Linked DNA regions of Capra hircus: region 1 is linked to region 2. The links are chromatin contacts, called in public Hi-C maps. All regions are on one chromosome and are shown on one strand. The core of a region is the stretch at or near the end of the contact, and the rest is flanking DNA. Distances in the headings are between cores, read along the strand shown.

Region 1 (4,053 bases), core at 1,237-3,736, 280 kb before region 2:
GAGGGGTGGGGGGCAGTGAAGCAGTGGATCACGCAGGCAGTCCGGCCCTCGCCTCCCGCCATCAGAGCCCCACACCAGGACGGGGGAGGGGGCTGGGGGGGCGGGGGAGGGGGCTGGGGGGAGGCTCGGCGGCCCCACATGGGCGCCCTCTGCCCCCCAGGGACCCCCGCGGGCGCCCCAGCCCTGTGTGGGCTGCTTTGACTCTGCGCCGGGAGCCGAGCTTAGGCAAACCACGCCGCACTGGACGCCATTCAAGCTTTTACAGGCCCTCAAATTGGGGCTGGAGCCGGAGAGGAAATACTAAAATCCTGTGTACACAACTTCTGTCTGTGCGCGCCGGGCCCAGGCGCGGGACACATTTGCACTGTTTTAAGGGTTCCACGCCTTTCCCCCTGCTTTGAACAGGGAGCGGCTGGTGTGTAGCCTAAAACCTAGACTGCTAGCCATGGACCTGGGGAGGGGTCTGCAGGGTGGAGGTGGGGCTGGGGCGGGGGCGGAGAGGGGCGGAAGGGAATGGGGAACTGAGCTGCTTCTCCTACTCTTGCATTCAGGCCCACAAAGCTGGGCTCAGAATCCCAGGATCTATGAGCCACAGAGACCATGGCCCAGGACCCTTCTCTGGCAGCGGAAAGAGACGGTGGCTTAAAGGTCCCTAGAACCAGGCGGGTGGGGGAGGGAGGAGGAGACATGGGCCGAGTGTTCTGGGCAGGAGTGTGGAGCCAGGCTCATTACTTTGCTGCTCGGTGACTGTGACCACCTTTCTCCATCTGTAAAATGGGTGCAGTCATGGTACCGTGATAGTACCTCTGAGATTTCCCGTGAAGGTTAAAGCGACGATGTAGAAGATACGGACACAGCTCAGAGTCTGGAGCATCGTATGTGCGGCCCAAATAGCTGTTGCTATTATTTATATGCTGTAACAGTCAGGCACTTGCTAAGTGCTGCACACAGTTGAATTTATTTCATGCTCACAGTAGCTGTCATACTTGAACAGCATTTTAGGTGAGAAACTAGAACACCAAGGAACCCGATGACTCACCCAAGGTCACACAGCTAGTGATTGGCTGGGTTGGGACTTGAACCCAGGCAGTCTGGTTCAGAGTCTTAGGTGCTTTGATGCCCTCCTAACGTGCTGGTCAGCTGTATGCGCCCATGGCATCCTCAGCCTGACACGTAGCTCCCCACGCTTGCCCCCTGCCCGCCTTCCCTGTTTCATCCCTGACCAACGCCTTCGAACATTCCCCACCACCACACACATTCTCCTGATTCTGAACCCCGGCCCCTCCTCCCACCTGTCCGCCTGGGCTCAGCCCCTCTCCTAGCCCAAGGCTCTGTCTGCTGACCATCAGTCAGTGCGTTAGGTCCTCCCGGGCCCTCCCCACCAGACAGGGTACCCCAACACTCTCCTCACCTTCAGGTCTCCCATCGCCTTGGCCTTGGGTCACCTTGAGCTATGGATGTGTTCATCTCCCCCATTCTGGTCCCTCATCAAAACCCCTGCAGGTCTGACCCAGTCCCTTGTGCAGACAGGGTTCCCCATTTGGGGGAACTGAATTTTCACTGATGGTAAATCTGGGCTGCTGGGAGACGTCACATTGGTGACCTCCGAGAGGGAAACAGAAAAGGGCCCCGAGCCAGCTTGCTCGGAGGAGATGGAGGACAAGGTGGGCGCCAACTGCCTGTAGCTGCCATCGGTCGCCAACCCAGGAAACAGGACAGTGAGAGTGTGGCCTGGGCTCCCCTGCCCACCCCTGCCTTTAATTTCCCTAATTGTCCTGTCATCAGGGCCTCCCAGGAGCGCTGCTCAGCCTCAGTGAAGGACAGACACCTCACAGGGTCTGAGCTGCTTCTGACGGGGCTGCCCCAAACAAGCCGCATACAGTGGGCATCTGATCTCCAGGCGCATCCGTGCTCCACGTGACGCCAACCTCAGCTTGAGCTATGCCAGCCTGTACCTGCACAGTGCACCTTCTAGACCTCTGCTAGGCAACTAGAACCCCTGCCATCCTGCTTCCCCCAAACAGCCCAAACCCCCAGGCCCACGTTCAAGAGACTCAACTCTGTTGTGGAAATCACGTGGCCTTTGGAATCCGAAGCGGTCTGGGTTTCAGTGCAGTTCCATGAGGTCTTGGCAAGTCACTTTGTCTCTCCTGTGTCAATTTCCCCACAGGGCGATGGTCTCTATCTCATTTCTTTGAGATTAAGTGACATGAGGGGTCTGAGCGGGCCTGGCATACTATGGGAGTGGAATTGATGGTGGGGTTAAGAGGAGTCACACGGTTGTGGTGACCTGGATCCTCCAGAGTCTGAAAGCTGGCCTGAGTGGAGACTCAGTGACCCGGTCCAGGGGATGAGGCAGCCTCTCTGAAAGGGGGATGGATGCTGGATAGCACATCTCCTCCATACAGCTGTGAGGACGGGGGGGGGGCCTCCTTGAGGTGAGCTGCCAGTCCTGCAGGCTGAGGCAGGAACAGTCTGCATGGCATGGCAGTGCCCTCTGCTGGCCAGGCTGGGCTGGCACCGGTTGCTCCTCTGTACAGAGAGTGACTGTAACACTTGCCACCTGCAGGGCCTCCAAACCCTGGACTGGGCAGGCAGGCCAGACCCTGGCTTGGAAGGGACCCTGGTAGGTGTGAAACCCATTTCCACTTTACAAATGAGAAAACTGAGGGTCGGCGAAGTGAGGTAAATTGCTGTTGAATGGCTGAGCCAGACCTGCCCTGCAGCGGTCTTGTTCTGTTGGTGGTTCAGTAATAGAATTCTCATCTCCCACCCTGCAGTGCTCTTCCACCTACTCCAGGAACAATCATTTTATGTAAATATCACAGGACTCAAACGCTGGAAATAGTGTCCTTCCCTGTTTCGTTAAAATCAAATTAGACCTTGGGTGGGGGAAGGATAAATGAGGAGGTTGAAATTAACATAGACACATTACTGTATATAAAACAGATAGCCAACAAGGACTTACTGTATAGCACAAGGAACTATACTTAATATTTTGTAATTACCTATAAGCAAAAAGAGGGACTCCCCAGGTGGCCCAGTGGTAAAGATCCGGCTGCAGTGCAGGAGGCTCAGGTTTGATCCCTTGGTCGGGAAGATCCCTTGGAGAAAGAAATGGCAACCCGCCCCAGTATTCTTGCATGGTGAATTCCATGCACAGAGGAGCCTGGTCGGCTACAACCTATCTGATCGCAAAGAGTCGGACACGACTTAGTGACTGGACACACGCGCACATAAGCCAAAGGTCTTGGAGAAAGAATATATACATAAGAATATATATATATATATTGCGACCCCATGGACTGTAGCCCCTCAGGCTCCTCTGTCCGTGGGATTCTCCAAGCAAGAGTACTGGAGTCGGTGGCCATTTCCTCCTCCAGGGGATCTTCCCAAACCTAGGGACTGAACTCGGGTCTCCTCCACTGCAGGCAGATTCTTTACCACCAGAGACACCAGACTGTAAATCAGCTATACTTCAATTAAAAAGAAAAATTAAGTTAGACCTGACTTCACCTTGCCAGGGCTGAAGAAGCATTCACTGTTACTTGGCTTTGGGGGTGGGGTTCCTCCTCCCTAGGCCTGTGCAAGCACCTAGAAGCTTAATGGGATGCAAGAAAAAAGGGGAGGGGGAGGCAAGGGAAATATTTAGTGTGTCGGGGCCACTGTGAGAGCTTCACATCTAAGCCTTCAGGAGTTTCTGCTGCCTCCTCACCAAGATCAGCAGCCCCAGGGCCTGGACCCACACCCACATGTGCCCCGGACGTCCCACGCAGCTTACCCTTGCCACCTGAGGCTCTGTCCCTTCTGGTGGGCACTGCTACTCTGGACCACCACTCTCCCCAAACCACCTCTTTCTCCTCTCCCCAAACCCCTAGACCACTTCCCTTAAATTGTTCAAGATCCTGAAAATAAAAGCAGGAAAGGTAGGTTGAATACGGGGAGGAAAACAGATTAAGAACAAAGGGTAAATGATTATCTTGGGAAAAGCTCCTGCCCCTCTAAACTCTGCCGAGCAGCAACTTGTGCCTGTGGGAAAATGCTATGTATTTG
Region 2 (3,879 bases), core at 502-3,001:
CTCAATATGGGGAGAGGCAGATGCTGTCTTCACCCAAGCCACCACGATCCCAAGCCTTCTCCCCAGCCTTTCTCGCCACTCCCATCTGCCACCTAACAGCACACACCATGGGAATTCCAATTTCGTTGGTGTTGATGTACATGTCCGGGCAGATGACCGAGCGGGCTGCGTAGTCGACGCGCTTCCCCATCATGTGCTTTCGGAACAAACCATCCTTCTTCTCCAGGATCTTTATGGGGGAATAGTCCACAGTAATCATTAAAAAAATTTACAAATCAAGACAAAATTATTACGCTGTTAGATAATATATGTTGCTGTTTTTTAGTTGCTAAGTCATGCCCAACTCTTTTGTGACCCAATGGACTGTAGCCCACCAGCCTCCTCTGTCCATGGGATTCTCCAGCCAAGAATTCTGGAGTGGGTTGCCATTTTCTCCTCCAGGAGATCTTTCCAACCCAAGGGTTGAACCCGCATCTCCTGCACTGGTATGTGGGTTCTTTACCACTGAGCCACCAGGGAATCTCTAGAACATATATATGCCATATTTAATTGTGGGCACAACTTAGCAATTGAGCATGAGTATGAAAGATGATCCTTCTATTACTCACAAGCTTGTATAATGGTAACGGGTTGGCGAGAAAGGATGGATAAACCCAAACTTTTTGGCCAACCCAATACTATGCACATATTTATTATGTTTGGGTTTTTTGGTCTGCAATTTTAGTTTCATTCACTTCTTCAGTTAGGGCCATCTTTTATTAATATCTTCTTTTATTCCTCTTTCAATTATTTTATACAGTTGAAATAAATCTTTCATATTTTACACTAAAAAATAATAAAATAAAAAGTAAACCAAAACTACAGTAGTGCCAATTGGTTAAAATAAAACAGTCACTGTCAAGGAAAAAAAAAACAAGTATGGTTACTATTTTCTTCCTTAAGACAAACATGTTTATTATTTAACCCCTTCGGCTAGCAATGGGGATCCAACTGCTCACCTGTCTAATACCGGGGTACTTTTCCATCATTAATTTGTCCATCTCGCTATCAAACACAATATTAACGTGGCTCTGAAGGCGAATCCAAATGTTGTAAAGTCTGTCTGTGAGGGACTGGCCTGGAAGCTGACTCAAAAAGGATCGGTCCATAGCCATCGAAGAGTCTTTTTCCTGCCAAGACACAACCAAGAAAAACGGGCGTGATCGAAAGCCCTCAAGAAGGCCAGGCCTGGTTCCACTTTTCTTTTTCACTTGAGCTCTGACAAATGATGAACTCTGAAGTTGGCCTTTATGTCTTTTGAACTTGACAGATTTGTGGCCCAAGTGCTCATAAATCGATCTTGTCTGTGTGCATCGACAACATATGAGGCGGTAAGCTGCCCTAGAGCACCACCAACTGACCGACTGTCTGGCCACCTGGACTGGGCCCCTTGGGCTGGGTATGTATGACACAGGAGAGAGACAAATGGTCCCTCGACCCAGTGGGTCAGAGAGAAGAAACCAGTCAGCGCTGATGAAAGGGGATCCAGTAAGTGAGAATGTCACGCAACCCACAGTGGGCCTGTCCTTAAGGACAGAAGACTTCTCAGTTATAGAGAAGACAGGTGTGGTTTCTATTCTGGCTGAAGGAGCCTCCCAGGGACCCCTGTATGATGGCAGCACCCCTGTCAGACTAACTCACTTCTGAAGGTATCAGCTGACTCAGGGCCACAAGCCTACTTGTGAAATGGGTGAGACCAGTCTCACTGGTGTATCCTCAGTGCCTGGAATGGCGCACGCCTAGTCACACCCAGGCATTCATGATTCATGAGAGGGCCCCTGTGCAAGTATGGGAAGAAAGAACCCTTGCTATTGATCAGATGGAAAAGAGGGCACTGTGACTTCAGGCAGCAATGACCTTAGGAATCTGAGAGGATGCTGCTCATTTCTGCCGAGATTTAGCTTTTTTCTTGGACAAAGGCTACCCTACTTTCAAGAGACATTAACATGAAATCCTTAGCTCTGGTCACTGGACGTGGCAATCCTATGGCCATCTCTCTGAAACTAGACCAGAACCTGCAGACGGCACATATCTCTAATATTGAGCACTTTTTAAAAAAGCATATGTACACAGGCAGATCAGAAAACTTAAGCAAAACCAAAGAAACCCAAGCAGAAAGGCTGAGTAACCCACGCACGGGTGTCCCTGACAGACTGTGGCGCCACCTGGTGATGGGCCGGTCCTACTCAGGGAAGGGAGCCTGGGAGCCTGTCTGGTCTACTTAAGGCTGAGACAGTCCTTCCTATTTGCATTTAGAAAGCATCTTAAAGCTGGGAAGGATGTCAGCAATCTCAACAAACTTCCTGAGTGCCTGACTCATCTTTATACCCACTGTAGACCTAGCACACTAAAAGGGATTCAGGAAACGTCTGCTGAAACAGGAAAATGGAATTCAGCTCCACCATTTATTGGGGAGAAAACTGAGCCCCAAATCTGACACTCCTATTCCAGGAAACTCTTCCAAATGCCAACACTGCCTTCCTGACCCTGATGCTAGAGATCTTCATGAGCCAAAATCAGACCTAGGTGGCACGGGTCTCTGGTACCAGAGCCCAGTAGGGACAGGCTCAGAGCCTGAGGACCACAGACTGTTTTTTCTAGAACTGCCAGTGAGAGCAGGTAGCCCAGACCACAGCCACGGGTAAAACCTCCCCACAGATCACTCATTTTATTGTGGAGATGGGAACAAGAAACCAAAGCAACTCAATCAAGGTCACTGGGCACGGTCATTGGGGTCATGCTCAGACCCACACTTTCCCCCAGACATTGCCTGATCCGGCCAAACCCATGGCTCACACACAACCATACAGAATTGCCAACCAGTATCTCCCAGGACCCACAGCATTCTGCACCCACAGCGTAGGAAGCTAGAACTATGATATCAGCTCCTGACCTCTTCTGTGGTGGGTGCTGCCACCTCACTTGGCAGCTCCTGTTCTTGGGCCATCAGTGCCAGAAGTTTTCGGATCAGAACCACGTCCTTCATGACAGCCTGCAAGTTCACCGTCTGCCCGTTGGTGAACATCTGGTCCCCAAGGCGGTTGACAGGGCGATACCTGCAGGAGGACATGTGGAATCAGTGAACACTTCCCTCAGCCTCTTATCCATCCCTACTCACACGCCCCCAGCTCCAAAGGAAACCCACATTCCTCCTGCACTCAGGAAAAATGAAGAGGAAAATAGTCCCACCACCTGCCAGCTGGAAGTGGAACTGCTGCTCTATTTTTCAGCACCTTTGACCCTTCCTTTCTCTCCCAGAGGTCATTATTCAATTATTCCATAAACCTTTTTCAGGTGAAATAAAGCCAATGAAAGGGTATTACCTTGAGGGTGGTACCACCAAGAAATCCAGAAAGAACATACTGGGGTTAAACCTGGACTCCATGCCAACATCTTCCAGTCCCAAAAAAAGGTAATTCAGAAAGAACCCTGTGTTTGAAATAAATCAAAAAGATCATTTAAACCTATACATTAAGAGCATGGAAGGATGACCACAAAAATTTTTACGAAAAACCCAGAATATAGGGCAATAGGGAGAATAAGATCACATGTGTCTCCATAAAGACTAATGAAGGAATTGCCTGGCGGTCCAGTGGTTAAGACTCTGCGCTTCCACTGCAAGGGGTGCAGGGTCCATCCCTGGTCAGGGAACCAAAATCCCACATGCCACATGGTGCAGTGAAAAAAATAAATAAAAATGCAATATTAAAAAACAATAATGAAAATAAATAAGCAAATAAAATACATTAAAAAAAATAAGGTTACACTGCACCTTCAAGACACATGTCAAAAAAAAAAAAAAGACACATGTCAAACTGTATTAAGCAATGCCCACCCACA

Evidence for each region. A called contact is a pair of places that touch in the nucleus more often than the background predicts.
Region 1: a Hi-C map of blood shows a contact between it and region 2, with 2.9 times the contacts expected there. The contact joins two enhancer-like sites. A contact is called at or near these places in 2 of 5 Hi-C or Micro-C datasets (both in blood).

What each region holds. Positions count from the first base shown.
Region 1 is chr11:48,654,389-48,658,441 of ARS1.2, reverse strand. No RefSeq gene overlaps it. Among named protein-coding and RNA genes, the nearest start is that of ATOH8, 69 kb to the left of the region's middle. Within about 2 kb of position 2,486, at least 2 of the 5 cell types and tissues checked have an H3K27ac peak or open chromatin away from gene starts, as enhancers often do.
Region 2 is chr11:48,371,348-48,375,226 of ARS1.2, reverse strand. POLR1A (DNA-directed RNA polymerase I subunit RPA1) reads right to left here. Exons shown (of 35, transcript XM_018055368.1): 8 at 3,363-3,468; 9 at 2,933-3,095; 10 at 999-1,169; 11 at 107-229. Among named protein-coding and RNA genes, the nearest start is that of POLR1A, 23 kb to the right of the region's middle. Within about 2 kb of position 1,751, at least 2 of the 5 cell types and tissues checked have an H3K27ac peak or open chromatin away from gene starts, as enhancers often do.